4 separate regions of the Acanthopagrus latus genome follow, and regions 1, 2 and 3 are each linked to region 4. Evidence: chromatin contacts called from public Hi-C data. All regions are on one chromosome and are shown on one strand. The core of a region is the stretch at or near the end of the contact, and the rest is flanking DNA. Distances in the headings are between cores, read along the strand shown. Region 1 holds the start of lum (lumican). Region 2 holds the start of LOC119032920. Region 3 holds the start of si:ch211-244b2.4. Region 4 holds the start of fam3c (protein FAM3C).

Region 1 (3,760 bases), core at 417-2,916, 210 kb before region 4:
ACGCCCCTGCGATGGCATCGGAGGTCAGCTGATTGTGCTGAAGGTTGATGGAGGTCAGATTCTCCTTGTCGGACAAGAGTCCAGAGGGAAACTTGGACAACTTGTTGTGCATCATCTTCAGCTCATCGAGGGACTTTGAGGGAGGGATGATTGGCTCTGTTAGTTCGTTGTTACTAAAGAACAGCTTCTCCAGGACTGTGAGTTTGTCGATCGTGCCCTTTTCGATCTTACCATTGGTAATCTGGTTGTTGTCAAGTACCAGCCAGCGAAGTGTATCTGTAACATTATCAAACACTCCTGCCTTGATCTCTTCAATCTGGTTGTTCTGGAGGTACAGGTACTTGATCCCTGTTGGGACGAATGGAACAAACTTGAGCTTGCGGGTGTCACAATACATGGCGCTTGGGAAGTTTATTGGGCACTCGCATTCTTGATGACAATTGGGCCCTGAGGGTCCCAGCATGGAAACAGGCTGGTAGTCGTAGTCATAATACTGGCACAGGGCCACTGTGACCAATGCGGCCAACAGGGGTAGACGGAGAGGAAACATGGCTTCTGGGGATCCAAGAGACAGAAGGGAGGGGAAGAGAGGGGATAACATTGAAAAGTTAGATGGGGCAAGAGCAACAAAAGTAATATATGGATCTGATTTGTTCAAAGAAAACTGAATGACAAAGAATTCATAAAACTATAACTTTTAAACGATTGTACTCCAAAAATATTAATCTAACAGCCTCCGCCCCCTACATGCACCCTATCACCACACCCACTCCCCAGAGTATTTTATAATCGGTCAGGAGTTCATGGAAACCGACTGGAGACCAGTGAGCCCTAGATTCCTTGATTCAATTATCTGTTTTGAGCCACATCATTACAGCTGCAGCTTGAACGAAACTGCGGTGCTCCCAGCACCACTTCATCTATACATCTGGCACATTTCTACATAAGCCAGCGATGGGAACAATAATTCAACACAGATGTTCAAAGAGTACACAATATATGTGCATATACAGCGATGTTTAAGTCTTGTTTTACGTGTGAAACGCACAAGTTGAGTGTGATGGTAAGCAAACACATGGAAGAAGGAAGTAAAAGCAGATGTATTATTGAGTTTAGGATCACAGCTGTGGAAAATCAAATTCCTTCAGACAATGCAAAACCAGAGTGATTCATTCCAGACCAATGAAAAATGCAGACAGAAGCCAGATCCAAGTGCAACAGATTGTTTTACCAAGACTAAAGTCGCCGAAACTTATGAAACAGTCCTTGAAGGGCGGTGTAGATCTTTATAAAACATGTAAGATTTAAGTTGTTTTTCTTAGAATCATGTGCAAATCGGTCCAACTTTTAAAACATTTTTTTAATTTCATGCACTGGTATTTCTTGTCCTCTCTGCTGCAGCATTAGCAAGCCCAGCAGTGGCAGCTGAGAGTCCCATCCAGAAAAACAGTAGATGAAGAGGAATAATCAGACAGGAAATCACAAATCCATGCCTCTAATGCAAGCTTACCTGTGGCTCTTTCTCTCTTCGTGTGCGTGTGGGGTGGAGGGCCAGTAGGTAAGAACAGTGTGGTGTTCAAAAACTGGAAGTCTCTGGAGAAAAACACAGAGGGAAAGAAGGAGAGAGAGGGAGGAGAGAGAGGGGGGGTTAGATGGAGAGACAGAGAGGGAAAAAAGGGAGGGGGAGGAGGGGGGAGGCTTCTTCAGCAGGCTGGAGTCAGGTCGTCATATAAATTGAAGGTGTCATCAGCATGAATGTCTGCGGGAGCATCATCCAAAAAACGTCTGTTGACTAACCAAGAGCAGGTGCAACGAGAAACGGCAATATTTTACCTCGGAAAAGCTGAAAACTTATATGATACTGTTACAGTACCTCCACCTTTTCCCAGCGTTTATGCCCTTAACAAACACGACCCACTTCTAGTGCATTCCGGTAATTATCCTCCAAACAACCACCCCCAAAGTTTAAAAAACTCTGGTTGAGGTTGGGTAGGCAGTCTGTGGAAAAATCTTAAGAGTAGGAGAAGTGTGGAAAAATGTGAAAACGATCTTTGGCAGCCATTTAACCCAGACTCCCCAGTTACGAAGGAGAATAAATTCAGCTGTACCTCTCGAAGCTGTGAGTAAGGTTTTGGAAAATCTGACAAAAAAAAGGTTACGAGGCGGCCAGAAGAAGACTTGCGTAAGACTTGACGCAAACATTTCTCCTTCTGTTTTTCAAACAAAGGCACAGCACTTTAGGTAACTGCAGGTTGAGGCTGATCCAATTGATCCCATATGCCTTTGTTATGAATTATTCTGCGTACCTCCACATTTCTTCCTCCTTGCACACAAATAAAGAGACAGTTGAACAAAATGGACCAGGGTGGGGTTCTACTCATCCGACAGATGCAACTGAAGCAGGGGGGCTGGGGGAGATAATTAGCCAAATGGTTTTCCCATTTGTTGGTAGACGTCCATCACACCATCACAGCATGCCGGGAATTGACGGCTGGATTCAATTGGTCGCAGTGCGGTCTGCCTCTCAGCTCACATACCATCCATAGAGTCCGTCTTGGATGCATTTCTCATGTGTGGTAAACTTTCATACCTCACTTTCAACCTAACTCAAGATCCCAAGAAATTCCCAAGAAATGTAAGAAAATAAGCTCATTATGCATTTTTATATCAGAAAATTTGAGTCATTCGACCTCCTGTTTAGAATTGTTTTTTCCTTGCACACATCTGTGGGCTTGTTTGACCCATTAAATCCTTATTTCTTTATTATCTTATTACCTCCAACAAGGAAGTTATGTTTTGCCTTTGTTTGTTTGTCAGCAGGATAACACCAAAACTACAGAGCGGATTTCCATGAAACTTGGATAGAGGGTGGGTCTCAGCCCAGATTAGACCCCATTAACTTTTGATGCATATACAGGAATTGTTTCCTACTTTCTTTACCATCCCAAGAGAGGACATTTTTAAACCTTCTAGTAAATTTCTCAGGGAAGAATACACGGATCTTGATGGAAGAAATAAGAGGTGTTCAAGTCCTGCTATCTATGGGTGATGTGGATCGAAACATCTGTAACTTGCACATATTTAGACAAGGCTTGATTGAGTAAAATGGATCTGTTCGGCCTTGGCTGTGTTATGCGCTCAACTGACTGCAATTATTTTCAGTTTGGGTTTTCATTGTGTAGCTTTTTCCAACAACTCACTTGATGTCTTGTTGTTTATTGTGTCACTTTCGACTATTACGATTGTGTAAGTCTAGCCAAGCTTGTGCAACTAACGCAGCAGTGCAAAACAACGTTGCAAGTCTTTTCATTTTCATGGCCCCCCCAGGGTTGATTTGAACACAAGATGTACTAAGTATGTTGCATGAAGGGAAGGGTAGGGCTGGTGCTGAGTGGCCTAAAAGACGCTGTTGTAAAACTGTTGCACAAACTCAGACACTGAAAAACAAATGCGGGGGGAAGGAGTATCAAGACCAAAGCAGTTTGTAATTTCAGTAAACATATAAACAAAACCTACATAATGAGATACCCAGTGGTAATTCCCAACAGTCAGTCATCTGGATAAACTTAAAGCATCTCACACTAGTCCTACAACTAGTTCCTCTGTCTGCAGCATTAAAAGTACTTGCCTTTCTTCTGTTTCTGTGAGTCATTTCTGTCTCTGGAACTTTGTTTCTGTATAATAGATAAAAAGACAACTCCCTTTTCTACCCACTCATGCGTCATTCAGTGATAGATGACAGTAGCATCACAGGAGATGC
Region 2 (4,269 bases), core at 1,161-3,660, 140 kb before region 4:
CGGGGCAACCTTTGAACCGCACACACCCCCACCACCCCCACCACCCCCACCACCACCAACTCCACCACCAGCAATATATGACTTTAATGATCCATCTCAGCGGCCGTCTCTGTATGGAGACTTTTCACACACACGCTCCGGCTGAGCCATAGTTAATGACTCCTCTGAGTGCCTTTATCTGCCGCAGGATTCTCACACTCACCCTCAACGTCAGAGGAATCTGGAGGATCAATAGCGGGAAAGCGGGGCGACTTCAGGGGGAGAGAGGTCAGAGGTGACACCGGCTTTTTTTTTTTTTACAGTGGCTTCTGTTTGCTCCGCTGTGGGGAGACATTAGCATCCCAGTGGTTATATGGCAGGCGACAAGTAGCGCCTGGAAACCGCTCGGCCTTTGACCCAGATGCTAATAATGCTCTGGACTTCAGGAAGTCTGTGGGCTGCTGATGCTAATGAGGGACTCTGTCATAATGTGTCTCGTGTAAGTTTAAGCTTGGTTGTGTTTTATTATGTTACAGGCTTGTTTTTAAAGCCCTAAAAATGACTTTAATTGATCATGAATGCTAACTTTTTACAACTATGTGTATCAGTATAAAAACATTCATTGAATTTTACAGATGTGGTAAAAATTGAAAGCGTAGTAAAGATTTAGGCAATGATCATTTTTGTTTTTTAAGAATAACTGTAAAAACCTAATTTCTGCTGTTTGGCAAGAAAACAGCCCATATACAGTCTGTCTCTTGGTCTCACCGGACAAATAGCAGCAGAAACTTAAAATCTTTCCAAGTACATTTGTCTCATTTAAAGTCAAAACAACACAGCGAGAGAGAATTTCAGTGAAGTAAAGAGAACTTGTTTATTTGGGACAGAGACACATCTCGTTATTGTTTTAGTTTGGCATTTTTATCCTTGTTTATTCGTCTCTGTAGAGAAGACAAAAATTAAGAAAGGAACATGTCTTTTCTTATTCTATTAAATGTGAGGGAATACAAAGTAACACTTGTCAACACACATCAGCCATGTTTCCATAATAAAATGTCAGACAGATTTGTTGACAGTGAATGAACTAGGTTATGTAAAGCGTGATTTTGTGAGAGGGTGACCTGATGGAGGCTACATCACACAGGGATGTGGAAGTAAACAGAGGCCAGAGGTAAACAAACCAGGAGACAAACTGGAGAGAACTCTTCAGGAAATCAGTCAGCTAACCTTGGCCATTTTTTGCATGCCGTCCGGAGACGACGAAGAAAAATGCAATCCGCTATGTCCGTTTCTTCTGCAAATCAGTTTCCATCGAACATTTTGCACATTGACTCAAGCAAGCTTACAAACTTTTTCAGCAAGACTTTTTTTTTTTAATTGTTGCCATTGAATATTCTTCAAAATGCTTTATGTAAACACGGCTAGTGTCTCATTTTGTTGGATCAACATCACAACCACCAAAAGTCCCAGATGTCAGTTCTCAAACAGATATTTTCTTTCCTTCTCAGCTCCACTATCTCTGTTTATGCTGGAAGAAAAAGTGTTTGTGTATTTCCTCCAATCATCAGTCTCATAAGAATATCACCTTCTTGTCTGTGTTCTCCGATGATGCAGAGCCGGGCGTTCCTCTCCGGCTCAGCCTCCATCTTCAGGTTTGCGTATCTGTAACAGCAACACAGATATAGAAAAGAACAGCTTGCACAAGTCAGTTCGATTGAAACTTCACGTCAGTCTCACGTCAGACTCACAAGAAGGTCCAACACAACAAAGAAGAAAACATTTGCAGTAACCCACAGTGTTTGAGAGCAGAATATGCATCTGAAGAAACATTTTGAAGTGAAAATCTGGATCCTTGCTGCTAAAAACATGATCTGTTAGTCCACATAGCTTCGTGAACACATGCTGCATGCTGACATCTAGTGCGCACAACACGAAACTGAACTGCAACGCCTGAACCGACCACAGAGCGGCAGCACACGCCCACACATGACTGGCCGGGTTGCCCGTCCAGAGCCTTGTATTGCATAACATTGCATGGGAAAAATAAAGCAGATGGCTGTTCATGTTTTCGTTTGTGTCTGTGCCCAAAATCATCTCTGCTCCTCTGGACCGCGAACAGAGACAAATTACATCATCCGTATGAATATTAAATGGTGGTGAAATGAAAAGCTCAGAAGAAGATGAAGAAGATGGAGAAGAAGAAGAAGAAGCAGAGGGCCTGGAGGAGTCTCTTAACACCTCGAGCCGTGGCATCTCATTTCCTGTCGAAGGTGACGTAATGTTCAGGAGAGGGGGTGTGAAACCAGCGATAATAGAGGAAACCGAAAGGTGGGGGTTGGTTTCTTAGTAGACCTGCACCTGTTTCATGTTTCAGGGTAAAAAATACCACCGTCTCTTCTCTCTGTGCGCCGGCCTTCTGTCTGTTTTGTCATTTTGAGGCTCCATTTTCTCCCTTTTTTCTTTGTAAGACAGCATCGTTTGTTTTTTTTTCCCCCCACCCTCCCATTAAAACCCCCTCATCCATCTCTGAGGCTTTCATATCTCATCGACAGCCTCAGAAATCCCTTTCACCGACACAAAATCTGTCCGTCTGGACTTCTGCCTCCAAGCGAAATCACCTCTACAGTTCAGTGATTGTTCCCCAGTGCTTCCCGAACGCCCCGGCAGCTGCCTCACCAGTTGCCCCCTCCTAACCCCTTCGAGTTTTTTGGCAGAGCCCCAAATGTCGGGGAAATCATTTTGAAATGATCAGAAGAATAATCTGTTGTTTGTTTTTTTCCTTACTAGGTCGCTGGTATGAATCAGAACATTCTCTCTGGTGGCGTGTTACAGATGTGGTTAAAAGCTCGGATCTAAGAAAAACAACCTTTTCATAGCTTGTCTTCGAGGTATTTGTCTTGAGTTTGTCACCCCACAAAAACAAAAAACAGAAAAAAGCGGAGGTCAGGGCAGGTAAATGGTCTCAGTCCAGTGTGGAATTTGCATGAGGTTTTAGTTTACTGGCAGCTATGAATGATGTGTGACTTTTTTAGTGTATGTGCGAGTGCTGGTGCACCGCAGGGCCTCTGTATCGATGTGGGTTATGGTAATTGGACAGATAATTGATGACAACATTAACACACGGCTTGCCCTGAGGTTGTTTTTTGAGGAACGCGCAATCTAATTTACAGTAAACGTCGATATTTTGTGACTAGAGGGTATAAATCCAGGGAAAAGGGAGAGGAAAAGGGAGCAAAAAGAGGTAAATAAAGGCAGTAGAAGAAGAAGAAGAAGCATTGAGTGACAACACGGCTGTTTAAAAATAAACCCTCCCCCAAACTCTCCCATCTGTTCGGAGTCTGACTGGTGGCTGTATCGGTGGCGGCGGCGGCGGCGGCAGGGAGGGGGTTAACAGAGCCAAAGGACAAAGGTCACAGACTGTGATCAATGTGTTGGCTCAGAGCGTCGGACCCACATTCGTGTGCAGTGCGACAACAGCACACAATGGAAATGGACTTTGCCTTCCTGTAGGAGCACCTACCTTCTGTTCACGTATCCTCCTCAGTGGCGTGAACTTATATTTCAAACTGAAGAAGAAGAAAAGCTTCAAGAAGTACCAAGAACATTTACTTGGTAACACTTCATGATAAACGTCATCCGGCCGGTTTATAGTCACTTAAACGCTTGTAAACAAACGATGACGTGCGTTATAAACCATCGTTGTTTGTTGTAAAGTTCTGATTACATTTTTGTAGTTCATCTGTAAATAAATAAAACATTTCATTGTTTGTTAACAGTGAAATAACTATTAACTAATGCTTAATTAACTATTTCACATTTTACTCCATCACGTTTACTGGACAGCTTCAGTTATAAGAACATATAAAAAAAAACTTGCGAAATATGACGTTTTGTTATAGATAGAACTACTATGACTATTAATCCATTGACAAAAACATGTAATAATTATTTGGAATTACTTGATAATCTATAATCAAAGTAATACGTAGTTATTTATGTAAAAAATAATCAACGTTTTATGCTACTAGTTTCTCAGATGAGAGGATTTACTTTGATTTAATTTTTTTAGTGAAGTCATTTGTGTTTTGTTGCACTTAGTATTTACTTAGTTCACTTATTTACTTACTTACTTCCTGTTAACTTATAACTTATTTACTAACTAATTTCACTTGGTTACTTCCTTTGTTATTTTCTTTTTTACTATTCCACTTATTTGATTAATTAAACTTTCTTCACCTAGTCTCTTACTTTGTTACTTACTTTACTTATTTACTCATTTATTACTTACTT
Region 3 (3,964 bases), core at 224-2,723, 250 kb before region 4:
GTCTTAAGCACAAACCTCTGACTTTAAACTGTCTTTTCTCAACCTTCCATTTGTTATAATAGAGACATTACTGGTTAATTACAAATTTAAACCTACTTCTGTTTCCTTAAACTATTTAAAGTGTACAGTATATTAGTACGTGCATATCTAGTCTGATGATTTAAGGAGTTTAAAGTGTAAATGTTTTGAAATTAAGACGTGGATCAGAAATAAAGACCATCTAACCTCAAGTCTCCTCCTCATCCCTCGTCTGGTGTGAAGCTCCGCCTCTTGCGTCAGAGGACGCTGCGTCATGGTTCAGCTTACATTCAGTCCCGTAGCGACAGTTTCCTGTCAGTGCGTACCTGCAGACGTGCAGGTACGAGCACCTGGCGCCGTCCCGGCAGCCTCCTTTGTTGTAATACCTGCAGGGCTCTCTCACAGGAGACTTTAAAGGGAAAACACAGGAGATGTCATTCATGACTGAAGAGGCAGATGGAGTTATAGTTGTGTTCCCAGAAATATTCCCCATCCAGAAACAAACCTGAGAATCGTTTTCCCCGTCTGATCCGTCTGACTCGCTGTCTGACTCATTGCTGACGTAAGACTCACCGTCAGAGAGAGATTCCTCTTCAGACTCTGGAATGTCAAGTGTTTAGGAAAGCCTTTAAAACTCAGCAGCTACAGTGTACATGACATTTAAGGACAACACAATATCATACGGGTTCCCTTTGTTTATATGTGGTGGACCCTGCCACCTTTCCAGCCTCAAACAGTGTTCTGAGACCTCGTTTTCCTCTGAGAACAGCTTGTTTATTCACTTATGGTCAAAATTATTACCCCTTTAATATTATAAATATTACAATTCTATTTTAAATTATTCTACAGCTCCCCTAACACACGTGATATTCTCTTTGGTACATGTACAGTTGATCTGCTGCCCCCTGCTGGACAATTACCAGCTTTAGTTTTAGACTGTATACTGGTCATGACCTACCTGGTTGGAAAATACTTGAGAAATGATGTAAAGCTATTGAACGCACCTTCAATTTAACACCATGTCAATTAGATATTACAGTAAAGCGTGATTTTAAACCACTACACTGATGTCGGTCTATTAATAGTTACATGAACATCCTACAGAGAGAGTGCGAGCTCCACTTTTTCCACAGAAACGAAAGTGAAACTTTTTTCAGGTAATCACGGTGAAAAGTTGAATTAATAACGTGTTCATAAGACTAAAGATTTGCACCATTTCCTTCCTCTAACATGACGCATATCAACACTTGTGTTGAGTTTTGTTTCGATATGGAGATCTATCTCTGAATGTCACATGTAAATAAACACATAAACAGACACACACTGGACACAAGCAGCTCTTATTATGAAGGAAAACCAGAAGGAAGTGTTCATATTGAATTTAACACCGCAGATTACTAACAAAGCGCTGCAGTAATTAGTGTTTAAATGGTACTTACCGTGAGCAGTCGCCATTCTTCTGTTTGATACAGCCTACTTTCGTTTCATGATCGTATTTTTCAGATAAACTCCAGCCCCACCCACAGCTGGAGTCTGCCAAGAGGCTGGCACTGCTGAAGTGCCTCAGAGCAAGAACTCCCTCAACCATGGGCTATTTTAGGTCTGGAGAAATCCCCAAATTCCTGAACACATAATTTACTCTCCGTCATAAATCACTTAAAAAATATACATAAAAATAATGTTCTCGAGTTGTCTCATTATCTCTATTATTGTGTAACTGTATGAATTGTACTGTTGTTTATCTTTCATCTGGGATTTTTCATGTTTTTTATGTCTCTGTAAACAACTTTTTAAATAAAAGTATATAAGTCATTATTATTATTATTATTATTATTATTATTATTATTATTATTATTATTACTATTCTTATTATTCTTATTATTATAAAGTTAAGGAGTGCAGGAGTTTATTGGTGTTTTAAGAAAACTCATGTATAAGTTGTATCTCTTGTCTTTGTCTAAATTTCTCTGAAAATGAAATCATCCTGGTTTTATCTAACGTATCTTTTTAGCTCTACTTGCTACCAATCCCTATTGCGTGGACATTATTACAGCTAACACACTAATATATACTAAAATATCTTTTATTGACATTTATTATGTAATTTATTTTGTGGAATGTCTTTTATCTGGACCCTGAGTCTGTATTAATTAATAATTGATTTAATTTTAGTTGAATGAAAATAAATATAAATCAATAACAGTGTACATGATGATAAACACAGACATATTACTGAAAGAAGGAAAACAAAGCTAAACAGAGCAAAGCAACATACACATACATAAAGATATATATAATGTATACGTGTAAAACAACACACACTGTATATAAAAAGGTCAAAATTGTACGGATGATGTAAAAAAAACACATTATTTACATACAAATCAATCAAATAATAAACAAATTAAATTTAGTAATCAATTATAACACCAGAAACATATACAAACAGGGTGGAAAACACAAAAAACTGCAGTCTGATCACAAGAAGCTGGAGTACACGAAACAACCACAACGCTGGCTGGCGGTAGTGAGCTCATTCCACCGTTGGCGCCACCCCGTACATAGAGTGCGTTAAGGGCGCTCTGTTTAAAAACACGCGAAGAAGAACATAGGGTCCTTCTGGAGCCGGAACGACCCAGCGACCTTTTCCTACGAAGGGTACTTGAGAAAAAGAAGGACGAACACAAATAGGGGAAAATGGAATTTCAGGATCACGATTACACGAACAACGGCTCTGATAGAGCCAACCCCATGGAGTTCACGTATAAAAGTAAGTACGGGCGGCAAGAAATGTCAAGTTTTAACAGAGCTAGCTAACGTTAGCGAGGGCACCTAGCAAGTAGGCTCCATGGTGGAAGTACCCGAGAAGCACGCTTTTCATCCAACAACATGCTTCAGCCCGACCCCCACTCATAATAGAGGCTGTGTTTGTTGCTACGCGAACGAATAATGACACGACATCAAACTAAGATGATACATAAAGTGACTAACAGTTGAGTTGTTGTGAGCTAACACCTGTTGCAAAGTTGGTCTAACAGGGTGATGGTGTCTCACCTGAGTTAAAAAGGAAGGAGACAAAGTATCCTGTAGTCCCATTAGATATTAAAACAAATACTGACAACTGAGGTCACTACAGGCTGAATCACAGTACTGACTGCATGTATTACACTTCTGTTTTCTTTTCTCTCATTCAGTGAGCTCAAAGGAAATTGAAGACTTTGTGAAGCTGAGGGTTACAAATAAAAACCTCTTCTCTGGGAGGAGAAACACTTCACTGTGGGCATGGAGGTATGCCGGCTAGTTTACTGTGTGAAAATACTAAATAGAATGAACACAGCAGGAAGTACCGTGATGGGGGAATTATGTGCCCGTTTTTGTCTCTCATACCTGTAACATTTTAACATTCTGTCACATATTTAAGTTTTGAAAATGTTATTTGTATTATTTTAACAACCTAATGATGCCTATATCTGTTTCCATCCTCTTTGTTTTTGCTTGTTTGAATGGCAGAGGTGAGGGTTTACCCATTAACAGCCTGTGGTTTAATTTCCCAGCAGATACAAAACACAGTTATTTTGTGTTTGAGGATGTGTTTGGCCTTTGAGGATGTGTTTGGCCTTTTTGATAAGGTAGAAAATAGAAAAAGAGTTCCCAAAGCACACATGACAAACTGTGTATTCAAAATTTGTGTTAACATTTACATGGGAGGAGCTGAAATCAGTGACTTTTGGGGTATTTTTTGCTTGAAAACAATGACCACAACAATAATTACATAATCATGATAGATGATGATACATTATCTGTCGATCAGCTCACAGAGAAATCACCTAATTGTGTCAGCTCTTGTGTTTTAGTGCGCCATTAACATGATTGTATTGTATTTTCAGGGCCATCCTGAAACATATGGGCTTGCAGCACATGATGACTCACAGACAAGCATCCAAAA
Region 4 (4,371 bases), core at 1,395-3,894:
TACGTTTTGGTTCAGTCCAAAGAAACAGATCCAGGAATTGTTTCCTTTGTTTAACACTGAGGGAGGGCTTTTTCAAACATGTCCCTTAATTTCTCAGGATGTTATATACAGATGTTGGTGAAAAACAAGGTCAAGCATATTTAGGTGGTGAATCCAAATAAAAGTCCAGATATGGTGGATTTAAATATGATTTGATTTGATATTGGATTCGGCTTGATGGAATAAAAGGGGACTGCTGGGCCTTGGTGAGGGTATACGCTCTACTGAGCACCAGTCTAGTTATCCATTATATTATTATGTCTTTTATTTCTGTCAGTGTTCTCGTTGTTTGTGGTCCTGTTGTTTTGCTCTTTTAAAAAAAAAGTCTTGCTGTCTCTGACAAATCAGATACTAATTTTCGAATGATCTAAAAATGATAACAGTAGTCAATCTTCCAAGTTGAGAAGCAAGTTAATGTGTCACACATTCGCTTGATAAATTCCTTCCATTGTTTAAAAAGATGTTTAATCTACTACTTACTCACTTTCAGCAATATAATCAGCACAATGCATTTCAGACCAAAGGTGACTCCTGCTCAGCTCTTAACTACAGTACTTTGACACCAAGCAACAAAGAAAAGCCACAACATTTTAACTCAACACATTCAAGTTTAATTAGAGCCCAGCTGACAGAAGCAACTAGTGACTTCCAACACTCCTGATGACTCAGTGACTACGACATGTTTACACTCGAGTGGCCCTCAGTAGAACGTCCACCAAGGCCAAACAGTCCCCTTTTGTACTCACTCATACGTACATATCAGCTACGCACACTACATCCGGCCGATCACTTTCATCAGGATCCATGCATTATTCCCTGTGACGACGCCCTATCTCACGATGTTAAAGAATTCCAGGATCCATTCCCTATGATGGAGCCTGTTCTGAGTGGAGACACATCCTACATCTAGTATCATTAGTTTTTGTGTAATCTGGCTGACAAACTAACTAAAACGGAAAACAATTCTTTCTTGACGTATGTAATAACAGATTTGTCACATCAACTATGCAAAATGTTGTTAAAAAAGGATTAAAAATACAATAAGAAACATGTGCTCTTGTGTTTCTGTGAGTTTCAAGCCGTCGCTTCACTTACAGTTTGTCCTCCAGGCAGATTTTCGGCCCGACCACACTGGCCGCTCCACTCGCCATCTTGAACGCAAAGTGTCCAGGCGGACACGGCTTGGACAGCCCGCACTTGTACCTGACTGGCTTTGTTGCTGTGAATACAAAAGCTCACGTTTAAAAACACCAATGAAAGAGTGGGAATATTCTGTAACATGTGGTCCAATCGCAAACATGTGGAGACAGAAAACAAAAGGCAAGATTACTGATTATTAGCCCAGGTCGATTATGGGGGCTGATATTCATGTGCCATTATCTAGCTGTACAGTGCAGGATTTAGCCATAATTATTACCATTCAGTTGTCAACGAGTATAGACAAATTTCTTTTGACATGCATCAGTCTTTAATAAAGCAAATCCATTAGATGAAATTGTTAGAATCGAAGCGTACTTACGGGCTTCATTCACTGGCACCGATCTGGCTGAAAAGCAAGTTAAATACATGCATCTTTGAGAACACTTTCATCTGAAATGGACATATAAAAAGGCAGTTCCGTGGGAAAGTCCTCCATGAAACCCTCATAACACTTAACAACAATGAACCATATTTGGTTTCTGCAGCCTCCAGGCAACACTGCCACAAAACAACCCCTCACAATGAATGGATTAGAAAAGACCTCAGGTTTCCTTAACAACAAAATCTAAACGGTGGCTTGGTTTCGTTTTTTGAGAAAACACTTGGTACTCACACATCATACTGCCCAGTTTAAAATCCGTGTTGATCTCCAGCAGCTGGAAAGCCAGAAAGACAGCCAGGAGGAACGCAAAGATGAGCGCTGCCAACTTCAAAATACCTGAAGAGAGAACAGAGGCAGATGGGTTAACGTGATGAAGCTGTCAGGCGCCATTTATCATCACATTAGCACAATAATGGCTCGGTATCTTAAGTCACATGTGCTTACCGCCGGCCCGAAGCATCATTGCGAGCCTCCAGCCTCTTTTCCCCAAACTAACACCCTGTCATGACAAAACAAAACAAACAAATGCTAGCAGCCAGCTCAGGTCGACTTTCGGTGACGACGCGTTAGCTTGCTAATAACGGTTGACATGGCGCTAAAAGCTAACACCGCAGAAAGTTAGTCAAGTGTTTTAACGTCTCTTTAGCTTTCGCTGACTTAGCTGTCACAAGGAATTCACCTGTTATAATGCATTTAATCTCAGTTACACGCCGGTATTACACTACACATAGCCTGGAGGCTAACGTTATATTTTGACAAGCTAACTGGCGTCAAGTGTGAAAACTGACGTTGACTCGTCCACCGTTACTTCCTCTCTGCCTATCTTTGCTCACTGACAGCAGTAGTGGAAATAACGTGGAAGAAGCTGAATAAGAAGGATGTAAAGATGTTGAATTTACCTGTTCAGTCGCTGTGGTAACCACCTGTACCGGCTGTGGCCGACGGTGTCCCAGACTGGAGAGATCTGTAGGGTGACAGCTGAAATACAGTTCAAGGGGGGAGAGGGGCAGTAGGTGAGATGCTCCACTCTGTCGGAGAAATCGAAGACGAACAAGTCGGGTGAATTATTTTTTCCTTTTTCTTTCATTAAATATTTATTTTCAGACGGGGTTGTCCACTATTCAAAGGGAAATCACCATGTTCTAAGTTGAAATCAACAAGAAACTATTCAAAATTTGCCATAACATTAATAAACACAATGATAGTGCAACATAGAAGATGAAAACAACACTTCCTTTACAGCAATATCTCATTCATTAAACCGGAGGGTAAAAGGGTGATTTCAACTTTTTATCTAGTTAGTTTTGTAGTTTGTATTATGTATCACTAATACAACTTTGTCATCCATAATAATCCCATTCACTGCCTCTCAAAATGAAAATGAAGGAAAAAGTTATTACTAATATTTGTTTTTTAAAACAATGATCTCTACACGTGTAGACTCAAGTGCCATGTCTAATTCAACCATATAACACAGTTCTGTTATGAGCATTGTGCTCTATAGTAAATTGTGGTAGTCGTAGTAGTAGGAATGGTGATTTTTTTTCAGGAGTATTACATCTTCTTAATAACCTATCTTCGTTACACTCGAACCGACTTCCTGATTTTCTTCTTCTCTGTATAAATCGAGGCAGATTAGACATGTGACAACGCCGCCAGCGCCCACTGATGGACAGATGCTTTAAAACCTTTATTGTGCATTTAACTTCACCAGAACATCCACAGTACAAAGAACACATGATAATAAAAAGCTGTATTTTGTTTTTGTTGTTTTTTAAAAATGCACATTTTCTGGATTTGTCTCGTTTGTTTTCACATTGGACAGAAAGTAAAAAAAAGTGCTGCAACACAGAGTAAAACTACAATAATAATAATTACAAAAAAAAAAAGAAATACTGTACACATAAAAGCGAAGCAAAGCAATGAAATAACAGTCAGCTCAATAAATTAATAAATTTTCATGCTTGTCGTTCAGATCCTCGGTGGTGCTGCGGTCCAAACATCAGAGATAAGTCCAACAAAGTCTTTTTTCAGGCTGCCTCCAGCCATGAATCTTTATCACATCCATTCGAACGTGTCATGTGTCATTCAATAAGATCCTGTAGAAAAAAAAAAGGGGGAAAAAGTGTCAGTGATTGTGCGGAAATCACATCATGTGGAAGTTTTTATGAGCTCAAAACAAGACAAAAATAGTGAAATAGTGGTGAATGTGTCTCACGTCATCTGAGTCCTGTTGGCAGGCCGTGCCGTTGCTGCTGGTGGCGCTTTCGAGTTCTGGTGTGACGCCATTCTCATCATCCTGGATCCGCAGGTTGGAGAATCGGTACACTGGTGTCCTGCAGAGGGCGACGTTACACCACAGAGATCAGTTGCAGGTGTGTGTGTGAGATGTGTGCAGCTGTGCACGTGTGTCCGGCTCACCTGTTCCTGTACACCACCCTCCTGACGGCAAAGATGGCGGAAATGACGGCTATCAGGACGACGACGCCAGCCCCCGCACACACCAGGATCAGCACCAGCCTCTCGCGCTGGAAAACATGCAGAGCCGGCATTAATGAAGCTAAAATCTAAACGCCAACGATTAAAGGTGCGCGACAAATCTGCTCACCGGTGTGTCAAAGTCTGCGACTGGAGACAAGGACCTGGTAGACGGAGCGGGGCTGGTATTCACGCCGCAGGGCCTGATGACAGTCTGCACGGCCAGCTGAGGACTGAACCCGCCCTCGCACCTGTCGCTGGCAACCTTCCGG

The links. Hi-C and Micro-C count contacts between places; a contact is called where the count stands out from the background.
Region 1: a Hi-C map of liver shows a contact between it and region 4, with 2.8 times the contacts expected there. The contact joins the promoter of lum here to the promoter of fam3c in region 4. A contact is called at or near these places in 3 of 4 Hi-C or Micro-C datasets (liver and muscle).
Region 2: a Hi-C map of muscle shows a contact between it and region 4, with 6 times the contacts expected there. The contact joins the promoter of LOC119032920 here to the promoter of fam3c in region 4. A contact is called at or near these places in 4 of 4 Hi-C or Micro-C datasets (liver and muscle).
Region 3: a Hi-C map of muscle shows a contact between it and region 4, with 3 times the contacts expected there. The contact joins the promoter of si:ch211-244b2.4 here to the promoter of fam3c in region 4. A contact is called at or near these places in 2 of 4 Hi-C or Micro-C datasets (both in muscle).

The regions. Positions count from the first base shown.
Region 1 is chr14:15,322,481-15,326,240 of fAcaLat1.1, reverse strand. It overlaps lum (lumican), which reads right to left and starts at 1,666. Exons shown (of 3, transcript XM_037122500.1): 1 at 1,511-1,666; 2 at 1-555. The coding sequence starts at 550.
Region 2 is chr14:15,256,092-15,260,360 of fAcaLat1.1, reverse strand. It overlaps LOC119032920, which reads right to left and starts at 2,410. Exons shown (of 4, transcript XM_037122555.1): 1 at 1,565-2,410. The coding sequence starts at 1,625.
Region 3 is chr14:15,361,674-15,365,637 of fAcaLat1.1, reverse strand. si:ch211-244b2.4 reads right to left here and starts at 1,473. Exons shown (of 11, transcript XM_037122510.1): 1 at 1,458-1,473; 2 at 524-618; 3 at 307-427. The coding sequence starts at 1,473. It overlaps si:dkeyp-38g8.5, which reads left to right. Exons shown (of 4, transcript XM_037122315.1): 2 at 3,213-3,306; 3 at 3,906-3,964. The coding sequence starts at 3,922.
Region 4 is chr14:15,112,244-15,116,614 of fAcaLat1.1, reverse strand. It overlaps fam3c (protein FAM3C), which reads right to left and starts at 2,644. Exons shown (of 9, transcript XM_037122209.1): 1 at 2,521-2,644; 2 at 2,066-2,120; 3 at 1,853-1,957; 4 at 1,135-1,258. The coding sequence starts at 2,084. si:dkey-159a18.1 (sortilin) reads right to left here. Exons shown (of 22, transcript XR_005079058.1): 20 at 4,230-4,371; 21 at 4,043-4,149; 22 at 3,924-3,957.